Linked DNA regions of Mus musculus: region 1 is linked to region 2. The links are chromatin contacts, called in public Micro-C maps. All regions are on one chromosome and are shown on one strand. The core of a region is the stretch at or near the end of the contact, and the rest is flanking DNA. Distances in the headings are between cores, read along the strand shown. Region 1 has its middle 45 kb from the start of Mir5129. Region 2 overlaps Arhgap15 (Rho GTPase activating protein 15).

Region 1 (6,908 bases), core at 1,436-3,935, 830 kb after region 2:
GTTCAGGAGGAAGGAGTTTCATTTCCTGGGAAACGACGGTAGGGCAGTGTGCTCAATAGCTCTGGGATATACGCACATGGCCTTCATCTTTATTAAAAACCCACCAACAGAAGTGATTCCCTCTCTGGCCTCCCACTGTCCTTCACAGCAGGATATATTAGTCATGTTAGACCCAAATTTACCTCTGTCCCACACAAACCTCTTATCTCGTGATGGTTACTGTAAATTAGTGACTTAAGCAAAGCCTTGTCAGGAAAGTGAGGAAATCAAAAACTCTAAAGAGTTTGGAGAAACAGCATCCAGGATTCTTCGGTTCTTCCTCCTTCGTGGGGTTCATTTTCCTCACCTCAGTCATGGCTAATGTTGCTTGAAGCCTGAGCTCAGATCTCCTATTTGGAAAGGGTTTCCTTGTATGTGTTTCTTTTTAAGTTTCTTTGCTTCGGCTGTGATAGTTTGCCTCACTACCTTTACAACTTAATCTGGGTATCAGTAGAGATTGCATAGCTTGTGGTTGTGTGAGGAATGAAGCTTTGCCATGTGGGTCAGACTGCCCTGATACCACCATTGTAAATCGTTTTCAAATATCTTCAGGTGTATTAAATGATGAGTTTCTAGTTTGTTCTGGGTCCCTCCTCATTTGTAAGTCACCCCTTGTCTATGCTGTCTTATTTATTTATTTATTTATTTATTTATTTATTTATTTATTTATTTATTTTCTTTAAGCCTAATTGTCCTACTTAGATTTAGAGGAATCTGCCATCACTGACAGCCTGCAGGGAAGATGTTTATGCTTTTCTGGTTTCTCCTGGGTTTCAGGCCTTTGTGCTGGCTCTGGGGTGAGCCTGTTATCAGTCTCCCCCTCCCTCCCTCCCTCCCTCCCTCCCTCCCTCCCTCCCTCCCTCCCTCCCTCCCTCCCAGGAGCACATGGTTCTCTGGTTCCTGTGAAGCCTGCCCCTGGGTCAAGGCACTACTACAGCAGTTCCCAGTTCCCTCCCCCACAGAAGCCCAGAAGCAGGCCTTCCTAGAACCAGGATGTTCAAGAGGGATGTTTTGTGGTGACTCATAAACTACATTCTGGAAGACAAAAACAAACAAACAAACAAACAAACAAACAAACAGGGTGTCCAGACAGATGCAGGAGAAGGGTTGGGGCAGGGAGGGAAGCATCAGCTTATGCAACCTTTATGGGCCAAGCCAATGGAAATGTTCTGTATTTTGGGTGGACTAGGGATCTGTGGGATGGTTTTTCATTGGACTTTGGTATAATCCAATCTCTATTAGTCATTTCAGTGAGCACTCATTTATTTTGTATTAGTATACGTAGGTTTAAGAAGGTTTAGGGTGAATGAGTGAGCACGTGTATCACGTTCCTGAGCCAATTCTTGCCTTCTATCTTCCAGGGACAGTAACTCTCTTGTGTTGGCCTCCCTCTTCATCCCTTAAGGCTCAGCGAGTCAGTCCAGATTGTGTTGGCCAATTCCTCCTATGCCTGCCCCAGAGTTTGTTCAGTATACCAGGTATTACATTGAAGAAAGCTGGCTTTCCTTCTCTTGGTAGCAATAGAAGTCCCTTCCCAGGTGAGGAGTCATGTCTTTTAAAAAAAATCTAGATTCCACATATGAAAGAAAGTGTAATATTTGTCCTTCTAAGTCTGGCTTATTTTACTTAACATGATGACTGCTAGTCCCACATATTTCTCTACAAAGGACATAATTTTGTTCTTCTTTAAGTCTGATAATAGTCCATATATGTGCACACACACACACACACACACACAAAATGTATGTTATAATTTATTAACCATATCCTTGTGATGTTAGCTCACAAGAGTGGGTACACAGAGAACGTATTTTATTCTGAAGGGACTTAGAGGCTTAGGAAGTTTAGAAGCAACAGATAGAAACAAAACCAACAAGAGCTGAAAAGAATTTGGGGCCCACGGGATGCTTTAGCAAGTGCTAAGCCACGAGCATCAGTAAGGATGTCATAGGTTTTATAGAGGGAAGGGGTGGAATACAGCAATTCCCGTTTGAATGTACTAAGCTGTTTTGAGAGCCTCGGGCTGTGACTCTCAGAGTTCCTATAGGCAGGCAGGCCTGTGCCTCAGAGGAAGTCTGACTTGGTTGGTACATATTGAGCCTCTGTTACACAAGCAGGAATTAAAGCAGTGAGTGTTGAAAGAGACACTGAAGCAGGGGGACGGGAATGAGGAGAGCAGAGATCCCCAGGGGGCTCTGGGAAATGCTACCATTTAAGGGTTGAGTGAAAAAACAAATCTTGGTCAGTGTGTAGGAGGGAAACCAAGAGGAATGTGGTTAGAGATTTAAGAGTACTTTTAAAGAGGAAGTCATCGAGGGGATTAAAAGCTGTCTGTTCTATGTGTAAAGATGCTCTATGATTTTCAAAACAAATTAAATACATTAGGTGGGACTGTTATTGCTAGAAACATGTAATAATGCGCTAATGGCATATAAAAAATACCACAGTGTTTAGACCAAAAAGCACATTAAACCTGGCTTTCAAGATGATATATTATCCTCTAGAAATAAAACATGAAGGACCGCACCCCGCCTCTCTGTGAAGGAGACGTGGATTGAGTTTGTTTTTCTAGCCAAGAGATGACATGTTCAGAGAACTGAGCCCTCTCTTTCACACCTACACCTTTTGTGGTCTGCTCATGGGTGGGTTGGCAGTGGCAGGCTGGAGTAATGGGGCAGAACAGAGCTCCCAGACCCCTGAGAACTCCTTGCAGTACCTGGTCTCACTGGCTGCAAGAGCAATATATTAACAACACGCACAGTTGACTCACTCCCGGCATGCCTCACCCACAGAACTCCCCAGAGTCTCCCCAAGTCTCAGTGACTTAAGTATGTTGCAGGAATTATTAGCCAATTTCAAGGAGACATGGATTTGGAGAAGGTTCAGATCATACCAGAGTGATGAATCTAAAGAGAGGACATAGCTCCCTTATTTCTATGACCACACTCTAGTTGGAGAAAATAAAGAAGGATTTTTAGATGACACCCACTTCCTCCCACCCCACCCCCACCACACACACACACACACACACACACACATGATTTTTAAGTCTTTAATTAAGATTTTAAAATGCTATTGTTCTCCTTTGATATTTCTACCTGAAGCAAGGTCTTGGTTCCCATACCCCATGGTTTCCTTTGTTTTCCGGGGCTTCCATTATCTTGGTCTGCCCTCTGACATGATTTCCCAATTCATGCTACTTGTTCTTATTCCCCTCTCCCACTGACACAAGCCACAGACCTGTAACTGGACTATCTGACTCACTCTGTGCTCCTCGTGCTAAGGGACACCATGTGGGACAAGAGACAGGAAAGCTCTCTGTAGGAGATCAGTCAGAAACTCCTGCACCTCAGTGCTCTTTTCAGCAAGAACTTAACTATCCTAACTAAAAAGTCTACCTTGTAGGGGGAAAAAAAAGATATTTTGGGGGAAAAATGAGCAGGCAGTTTGTCTTTATCCTTATGGTTTGTATTTCAAAACTGGAAAGGACATTCCTGCTCTTGTTTGTTTTATTAAAGGCGCAGTCACCTGGAGAATGCTTACGTTGGACATTCCCTGTAGTGGATGGTCAGGCCTTGCCATTGCTGGTTTGGGGAGTGCAGCGGCTTCTGAGTACTCAGTAACAAAGAGCTGTAAAGCTGGGTAGCTGAAAACAACTCAGACATCATCTTTTGCAATTCTGGAGGCTACAAACACAAATTCCCGGAATTGTTTCCGTCTAGTAACCTAAAGGAGAATGTGTTTGTTTCTGTCTCCTTGCTGCTGGGGACAGCTGGCAATCATTGTGCTCTTTGCTTTGGAGACATATCTTTATAGTTTCTGCCACTGTCTTGTCAAAGCCTCCTTGTGTAAGTGTGTCATATTGCATTAGTGCACTACAGTAGCCTCGGCTTATCTTGACTACATCTGCAAAGACCTGTTTCCTAGTAAGGTTGTACTCACACGTATCCACAGTATTTCAGCAGACACTCTGAGGGAAGGTGAACTTCTATCTAACTGAGATTAGGATCAAGCACTTTTTCCTTTCCAGTCATTTCTCCCACTTTGACTGCTTTTCATGTATGAATGCTTCTTGCTGCTCTCCCTTCAAGCCTCTGAACGCCCTCTTGGACGAATGCACCCATCTTTTAGAGCTCAACCCCCAGCTGTAGCAAAGGTAAGCTAGCGGAAAGAAATGCAGTAACGCAAATGTCCCTCCTTAGATGCCTTTAACAAATACTAGTACGATCCTTGGATGGTGCCTTAACCTAAACGCACTGGTGGAATTTTTGCCGTGGGTTAAGAGAATCTTTTCAGAAGATGTATTTTCCTGGGACACTACAACGGTGTGTATGCTCTGTCTCAGTCCCTTTCTGTTCCTCTCTAAAGAAAAGCAGACGACTTCATTTATCCTTGAACTAGTGCATTTATTCACCCCAGGTTTTAAGTATGCCAAGGGAGATGCGTTCTTCGTAAGGAATCCATCGATGGCAAGGAGTTTGCTTCGGAAAATGCCATCCCGGGGTGAAAGCATGTGGACACTAAGCCCAGTTTAAGCTGTGGGTAATTTTCAAAGAATGAACATGGAGACAGAGGGCATTCGGTTGCTAGGAAAATAGAATAAAATAAACATCATCTCCCTGCCCTCTTGTTTACTTTTTCACTTTGGGGTGGGCTGCGCTTGCCAAGCTGTCCCTCCCATCTCAGTGGTGACAGGCTCACAGTCAAGCCTGCACGTCTGTCTCTCAGGTGTGGGATGTAGTTGCCAGCTTAGCAAGAACGCGCTGTAGAGATCTCCCTCCGTGGTTGTAAAGAGCAAAAGACAGAGATAATAGTTCACTGGCATCAATAACCTGCCTCCTCCCACCTGCGGATCGCCGGAATAATAGACTCAGCGCTGCCCTCCTCCACCCCCTCCCCTGACTCTGCCGCTGTCAGATTCTCTTCCCTTCCCCACAACTGGGAACTCGAGGGAGCAGATTGTTTTGGCTGGAATTAGTCGGGCACAGATGGTACCACCTGCTGCACGTTCCTTACTTCTTATTGGCTTCTCTCGCAGCTCTGTGAGGTTTTGTATTTTTTTTTTTAAAAGAAGTTCAGAGGAAGGGGAAATGGCTGAGGCCCTTGCTTATGCCTGATTCGAGCCCAGCTGTTTTGAGCAGACTAGCAACCACGGGGAGTTGGCTGGAAAACGCCTACTGGGGAAAGGGCTTCCACCAGCATCCCATTTGCCATAGCTAGTGCTTCAGTTTTCAGAATACAAACTTTCTTTGGGCCAAACAATTTCTGCTTTCCAGTGTGACGGATCTGCCTGTGACGAGATACAAGGCAGGTGCAAACGTCTGAGAAAAAGAGGTTCCCCCCATTCCAAAACACAGGGCTGCAAAATTCGTTACAGGCAATTCACTGGGGTTAATGATCCCATCCTCAGACTACCGCTGTACAAAACTCAAGAGATTACTAAATTCAATTTTCTCACCTACGCAAATAAGACACTGGACCAAATAACCTAAGAAGTTCATCAAAAGCCTGTGGTCTTCTGGCTTTATCTCTGCCCCTCTTACACTACACTCATAGGGGGACTTTCTAGTCCACAAAGCCAGCCTCGCTTGTGCCTCGTGTCTATACTTGTTGTTCCTACACCTTTGTTCCAGCTCTTCCCATGCCTTACTTCTTCTTATCCTTCATCTCAACTCCCCATGAGGTTCTTCCTGACACCCCAAATCCTAGCCCCCACATCCATCTTGCTCATTATTTTCTCACTTGCTTTTATTTTTAACTAAGCTGTCCTATCCGCTGGGACCTTGTAATTGTTCTCCCTTCCCACCTGGAATGTACATTCTTAAAGGGGTGTGTGGTTGCTTTCTATACCACTGTATCCCTAGACCATTAAGTGGATGGCTTTTTATTTTCACTCAATTGCCCTTAAAACAATGAAAAGCAATCACATCATCTATGTAAAAATGAGAGACCCAACCTCTGGTTCTGGGTCCCCTGTAGCTACAGGATGAGCTGGGGTTTTAGTTTCACTAAACCTTAGCATCTGAAGGTTAGGGCTTGGGTTAGGAAGTGTCCAGGAGTTCTACTCTGACTTTCTTTTGTATTCTTCCATCAGTTCTGCTGCTACTGGTTTGTTAATCTCCAACTGCTTCTGCTCCTTGGAGCAAAGCTCAAGCCCTATTTTCTCCTCCTTTTTCTGTGGTGTATTTAGAAAGTACAGAACACTGTTTCAGAAGGCTAGAGTTTTGGCAATCTGCAGCTAGCTGCTTTCCAGATTATTGTGAGATAGAAACAAACACTTGTGTGTTTTCAAGCACTTGCAGACCTCAGTCTCTTCAGCTATAAGCAGCAACAGTTACAGATTTTTGAAGAGTATTTCTCAAAATTGAGAACATCTCTGCCTGTCAGTGGAGACTCTACGTGATAAGAAGTGACTAGGTACAGATGTTGTCACAGCTTAGAGTAACACAGGCTTCCAACATAGATTGTTTTCATTTCGCTCTTGCATGGAAAAGTTCTTATAGACCAGAAGAAAACCTTCTTGCAGGAACTAACCCATCTCTTTTGCTGCTTCTTCGGGCCCTTTGAAAAGAACATTTTACTGTGGTGTTTGAAGTGATGCTTTGAAGAGGCTATGTTACTCTCTTTCAGAGGACTAGACTTTTTATGCAGTTAGCTGCTTTCCAGATTATTGTGGGCTAAAAACAAACACTTGTGTGTTTTCAAGCATTTTCAGACCTCGGTTTCTTCATCTATAACGTGTGGGTGATAGATTAATTGCTTTTTTTTTTTAATCGTTCTCAATGTTACAAACATAAAGCTTTTATTCATAGGAACACTTTTTTAAATCAATTTTAATGTAGATAGTATGCCATAACTTTGTCCCAGTC
Region 2 (6,730 bases), core at 2,452-4,951:
TAACTTTAAAAAAAAATGGTTAAGAAAGCTTTGTAAACCAACTGGCAATTGACTTATTTGATACAGTCACTTGTCTCATTTTGGTTCCCTAAACCCTTGACCACCAAACCATGTTATCTTCCCCAGCCATTTGGAATACGGTGAGTTCTACCTTTTCTGACATTGTCTATGCAGCCCTAAATATACTTCTGTACAGAGAATCACACTGATTTTTGCAGATTGCACCTATCTCTCTCTGCCTGACTTTTGTAGTTGAAGTCTCTTTGTGAGGTAACCGAAGAGACCAATAAACTTCTCAACTTGAGTTTCTTCTCACAAAGATATGTTGGGTATCCATGAATGAAGAAGCAGTCACTAGTTGTGTGTTGTTCTTCATGTTATACACTAGTACTGTAGAAGAAATAGGCACTAAACACCTGGACAAAGAGCAAACAGTTCTAAGTGCTTTAAGAGGAGAGAATTGGTATAACAAGACAGGAAACTATTTTAAGAGAACAGAAAAAAGAAACCAAAGATGTATGCTTTATATTGATCTGTCAGCTCCTGGTCATAAATGCATGCTTGTCTGTTTTCATTTCCTCACAAGACCAAGGGAAGGTTAATTTTGTTTTATTCACAAAACTATTATCTTGACTCATTGTGTGACCATAGTAGAACAAGCCAGCCATATGTGATACCCGGAAAGACAGGCTTAAGTGGAAAACCAAAGATAGACTGTGCCAGAGACTTCTTTTATAAAGAGATAAAATTTACTAAATTACTGAACATAATTCTACTCTAAACATATTTTTGTATATCAAGTAAAATTTCTGAGTGTAAGGGAATACAACTGAATTTTAAAACTGTATAATAGGATTGGCATTCACTGTTCATAACATGATGTGATAGCTCACTGCTCCTTTAAGGCTTCCAGTTCTGGTGCTGTGCCTCATCAGCTTAGCATGTTAAGAGGATACCAAGAGATCCATAACTCAGCAAGCTGAATATACTTGACACAACTGAAATATGCGCCCAAAAGAGTTATTTGACCTTATGTGCTTCTTACCACAATTTAAAAAAAAGTTGTTTTATTCAGTGTATGTGTCTATGTCTGTGTATTCCTGAGTGTGTATGCCAGAGCATAGCATGGGTATAGACAAGGGAAGTCAACTTGCAGGAATCAATTCTTTCCGCTGTGATGTGCTTCCCTGAGATCTAACTCAAGTGTCCAGACTTGGCGGCACACAGTCTTACCCTATGAGCCATCTCTGCAGTCCTACCATACCGTGTGTGACTGTACCATGTGTGTGAGTGTGTGTGTGAGTGTGTGTGTGTGTGTGTGTGTGTGTGTGTGTGTGTGTGTGTGGTGGGGGTCCTGTGTATGTGAACCCACATCTCCTGCATTTGATGGTTCGAGATACAAGCTGGCTTTCTGAATGTTTCAGCAGTTACTAATCAACAAGAAGGTTGCCCTTTCTGTATTTTTTCCCTCAAACACAAAAATGCTATGACAGGAATGAAACACAAGTTACATACTTGACTTACTGCCCAGAAGATACCCTGGGATCCATAACATGGCTTAAAGATTTAAGAAAGACCTTTAGTCTACTTCTGAAAAGGTCTTTAGCCTCAAAAGCTTTATCTCTCAACTGGACTTCATGGCAGCTGTTATATTTTTTTGCTGTCGTTTGTTTGACAGGATCCAGTTATAGGTTCCGATGTCTGTTTAAAGAAACAAGGAGGCTGTTGGCTCTCAAATCCCCCCATTGCTTGTGTGATCAGCATTTTCCCAGGCTTTTCTACATAGTTTGCCAAGCGAAGGGACTGACCTTTTGTAGCAAACACTTTTTCATTTCAAAATGCTCACTTTGATTTTTGTCCCATTTTATACTCATTCCAAACTGTTTACAACCCACTAAAAATGACTGTGAATTATATGTTTGTATAATGGATTCCTTTTGTGGTCCGAGTGGAATGTTTACTTTGAACAATTAGTTATCTTAGGGTAGATTGTAACAAGTTGGAAGAAAAAAAAAAGAATGGGTGAAGTTATTATTGTACCTTAACTGCTTTTTAATTCCTTATGATTATGTGAAATTTGAGATACTGTCACTTTAACGTGAGGTTTTATATGGTCATATTTGCTAGTACCCGGGTACCATGAGAAAACATGAGGAAGATACTTCTATGACTTAGAATGCTTCACAGTGTGGAATAGAAACAAATAGATGGGTATTTGCTGTAAACATATTGCTATGCATATTAGGTGGAGTATGCATGTGCAAGAAATTATTGGATAAGCAGCAGGAATGATGACCTAAATATTCTGCGGAGACATGAAACTTGTCCTTGTTAATACTGTTACTTCACTCAGTGAACCCTTCAGTCCACTGAGATCCTACTAAGTGCTTTGGTATAAAAATAAAACTTTACGTTGCTATTTCCCGTTGCTTGAAATCCAGTCCCCTAAAGTGCAGATTGTATTGCCATAACTAGACAAGTTTTCTCCCAGCCCCGCTAACTTTATTCTCCTCATTCTTTTCTACTTTGGAATAATCTATGATAGCTGGATCCAGGCACGCACTAAAGGCTGATCCATCTATGAAAAATGTGCAATTTGTACTGCTTGGTTTCTGACGAGAGTCTTGCAAACTTTTATGATTCCATCCTCTTCCCGAGAGACTTCTGCTTCCTAGTTTTATAAGCAGTGAGTGAAAAAAAAAAAGTAATAAAAACAAAAACAAACTGATAAAAATTACATGCTTTAAACAAATCTAGAGAACAAGATAAGCAGTTTTTCTTTTTCTCTCGAGAATATTTGTGGACTTGAAAAAAATAATGTCCCTAAGGGAATAAGCTATGTTGGTGTTTGTTGTTTGTTTGTTTTGGTTTGGATTTTTCTCACTTTTATGTCTATAGCTGAGTGTCCAAATGCACTTCATTGCGCAGGATTCTCAATGAAGCTCTTGAGAGTATGCTTCAAATTAACTTAGCTTTTCTTTCTGAGTTAAAATTAAGACCAGTTTTTTTTTTGTTTTTTTTTTTTGCCTCTCGGTGTTTTGTTTTGTTTTTGTTTTAATGCAACCACAGAGACAGCCACCTTCCTGACAGCACTGTTGTGCGACATCCAAGTTGGAGCTGGCTCTTTCGGGTAGTCATGCTGGGGCCTCCGTGTCTGTAAGAAAGCCACATTGAGGGCTAAGAGGGAAGACAATCCCAAACAGAGTAAACAGGAAAGAGCCAGTAAGAGTATAAAAGAGAAACCAGGAAAGACAACGGAAAGAAACCAGAGATGGCAAGGTGGGGAGTTGCGGGTCTGGGTAGATTTTGCAAAGACAAAAGCAATTGTGGACAACAGGGTAGGTCTGTGAGTTCCAAAAGGGAGAAGCACAGGGGTTTTTTCATATCTAGCAAGTTACCCAAAACTTGCTTTTCTGTCTCAGATAAATTTATCCTTGCTTTGAAATGACAGATAGTTCAATCTTGCAATAAACTGTATGTCTTGAATCTTCACAAATTCTGCATACAACGCTGTTATTAATTAATTCGCTCTACTTATTAGTGGCACTTAATTAAGTTTATCTCCGCTTAGCAACATACAACAGTCTTGTTATCAAAAAGAGCTTAAGCATAACAGAAGTTAGCATAAGAGTGGACGTGCAGTTCAGTCACCAGAGAAGCTAGCTAAGGAACACAGCAGTATGCCTCTGCTCACACCCCATCGGCTGCAGAGATTCCCACACTTTGGGTCCAGACTGCAAAAGAACAGTGTCTCTTCCCAGATAAAGCGTGGGTCTAATTTCTAACATTTACCACAACTCTTAATCCCCATTCTGGAATTTAGGATTTTAAAATACTTTCCACTGGAGTCACTTGGTTTTAAGCCAAAATTAAGACCCTGCACAATTAGCCTTTTATTACGGATAGAGGGTTTAAATAGAGTCAGCATATCAAGATGCAGTACTCTAAAATGTCTTATAGTGGTGTCATTTTATAAAGTAAATTCTTGGTCTGGGAGTTTCTATTAAAAGGTCTTATATTCAGAAGTTAATAGTTCAACCACTAAACACAGTCGAGTTGGGAGCTGACAGGATGTTTTAGCCTGGAAACAAATGTTTACAAAATTTGAAAAAGAGATTATATTTGTTTGGAACACTTTCAGGTTTTCAATAATCAGAAACAAAAAATAATTATTACAAGGCATTCAAAGATTTTCAGATATTTGTTGTCCTGGGAATCAATAAACGACATGACCTGATAGTTTTGTTTTTTTGTTTTTTGTTTTTTGTTTTTTTAATTCTTGTTACATAATGAAAACTGACTCATTAAAAAATACAAAAACTCTCACAACACTGTCACTATGCTATGGGCAAAAACCTTTTGTTTCTGTTAGAAGAGGAATATATAAATTCTACTTAGATAGGCAACCCTTGGACTTAACATATTAAAATTAAGAAATCTTAAATTGGTTTGGAAAGCATTGAATTAAACTATAATTTATAATTTTTGAGTTTCCATGTGACTAATATTCCCTTTTAAATTAGTAGGATAAGACGGTCTTTCCAATTCCCCTTTTCTATTTGCAAATAAATTATATCCAACAGAAACATCAATATACACACATATATACACACATATACACACATATAGCAAGCCCAATACTTATCCTGGGTAACCCTTTTGTACCAGCCTGAAGCACTGAGCATTAAGTACCTTACTTTAGTACTGTATAATTCTTTTAGCACTGTACTTTGTCATAATTTTCCTGTCTCCTCCAAAGATTAATGTCTTAATGATTCTTTGATTTCTTTAACTTCTCTGGAAAGTTATTTTTATAGTTTAGCAGCCTACAGAGTTAGTAAGTTTTTTTTCTAGGGTTAAAAATAATCTCCTCTTTTCTAGTTTAATCTTTTCACCTAATTTTATACTCTTCAGACCACTTCCTATTTTCAGTTCAGAAAAAGAAAAACAATCAAGCAAGGAGAAAATCAAGGGCAAGGCACTTTGAGAAGAAAAAACAAACTACAAAAACCAAAATAGCTCTTTAAATGATAATGTTGGAAGAGCTCTTGAGGTTCTTGAAGACTATAGATGTGTATGCAGAAAACATGCTTTTTTTTTTTTTTTCAAAAGAAATAAACAAAATTTTGAGTGACTGGGTATTAGGGTCATAGCATAACACAAAGTAGAAAAATTTGCACATGCCGAGGTCAGTGCATAGTGTGTTCTTTTATATGTACATTGACCCCTCACACAGAGCCTGACAATGAAAGGCTCCCAATAAATGGTATGGGTGAGCTGCATTCAACATTCCTGTGATGCTCAAATTGGAAAACAACGTACAGCCAAGAGTCGTTGGATGGAGGAAGCTACAGGATATATATAAAGGGATAATGTGAGTTGTATCATGTTTTTAAAATATTTAAGAAAGACAATTTGCAGAACGTGTTAATGGTTCAGTGGGGTACCATCTTTCCATCAGGACCCAGTTACATTAGGCAGTTGAAAATAGCTTGCCTTGAAGATTTTGTATTCTTCAATTTGGAGCTATTCTATTTAGGTGATCAACCCAACAACCATTCTTTACCCATTTCCATTAGTGGAATAATGTACCGTCATTACATCATCAGTAGCCTACTGCTTTTAATCAGGAAATTGAATAACTATGATTTGTAACTGGCATGCCGAATGGCAGTCAAACATATGCTCAGTTCCTAGAACCACACAGAAAGATGAGCTCAGTATCTGTTTCTTTGATTTCAAGTTGGAATACAATGTTAGTGCTGTTCTGTATTACTTAACCTAGTTAGTGCTTGTTTTCATACACCTCTCAGGAAATTTTTAATTAATGAAACTTTTTGAGTTAAAAGAGACTGGCAATTTGAAACTACCAATCCATGATCAAGGGTCATGGAGATGGCTCAGCACTTAAGAACATTTGCTGCTGTCTCCAAGGACCCAGATTTACTTCCTAGTACCCAAACCAGGCAGCTCACATCCACCTGTAGCTCCAGCCCCTGGGGATTCAACACTTTTATTGACTCCAAGGGTAGTATACATTCATATATGTAGGCACATACATATATGCATAAAAATAAAAATAAATATAAATATTTTTAAAAAGAGATGTCAAAATCCTAAATTCTGACACAGATTTGGATTCAATTTTCTTCAAATTTACTTCATCAAGGATGAAATCTAAACTCTGCTGATGAAAAAAAAAATGTCATTAAAGTTGGAATTTTGATGTATAATTAAAATCTGTTAAGTTATTCTAAAAACATTTAGTTTCTAATTCTGTTTTAAGTTTCCTGCATTTTGGAGAGAATGGACTTTTGAGATACCTGGAAAGCCATACACTACCTAACAAACAGTGTTGTGATCAGTGGTGTGAGGTCTTTTAATTTTGTGTGTAAGTATTTGGCCCTGCATATGAAATGACATAATCTAATATTAAAATACCTTGTTTTAGACAGAGTGTGTTAGCATAAGAACAGTATACTTCCTCTGGATTCACATTTCAACTCTGATACTTGGCTGCAGTTGGTTCTTCTAGTACAATCTCAGTTAGAGATCTCTCTTATTCTTGTCATTATTGACAGGTGGTAGGATTCCCATATGTGGATCACTCTTCAAACTGTGCTTTCTCCTCTGACTAGCAGCCCAGAAACAGTTCTTCTGGAATCTTCCTCTGCCACCAAAAACTCCAGTTTTTCAGCCTGGGGTTATCATTTTCAGCCATATATGCCTC

The links. Hi-C and Micro-C count contacts between places; a contact is called where the count stands out from the background.
Region 1: a Micro-C map of muscle stem cells shows a contact between it and region 2, with 8 times the contacts expected there. The contact joins two enhancer-like sites. A contact is called at or near these places in 2 of 484 Hi-C or Micro-C datasets (adipose-derived mesenchymal stem cells and muscle stem cells) and 1 of 115 datasets of contacts at active chromatin or transcription factors (fibro-adipogenic progenitors).

Annotation. Positions count from the first base shown.
Region 1 is chr2:44,974,481-44,981,388 of GRCm38.p6, forward strand. No RefSeq gene overlaps it. Among named protein-coding and RNA genes, the nearest start is that of Mir5129, 45 kb to the right of the region's middle. Within about 2 kb of position 2,686, at least 87 of the 459 cell types and tissues checked have an H3K27ac peak or open chromatin away from gene starts, as enhancers often do. A contact at or near this core is called in muscle stem cells, where this site is marked.
Region 2 is chr2:44,145,055-44,151,784 of GRCm38.p6, forward strand. All of the region lies in intron 10 of Arhgap15 (Rho GTPase activating protein 15), which reads left to right. Among named protein-coding and RNA genes, the nearest start is that of Arhgap15os, 83 kb to the left of the region's middle. Within about 2 kb of position 3,702, at least 29 of the 459 cell types and tissues checked have an H3K27ac peak or open chromatin away from gene starts, as enhancers often do. A contact at or near this core is called in muscle stem cells, where this site is marked.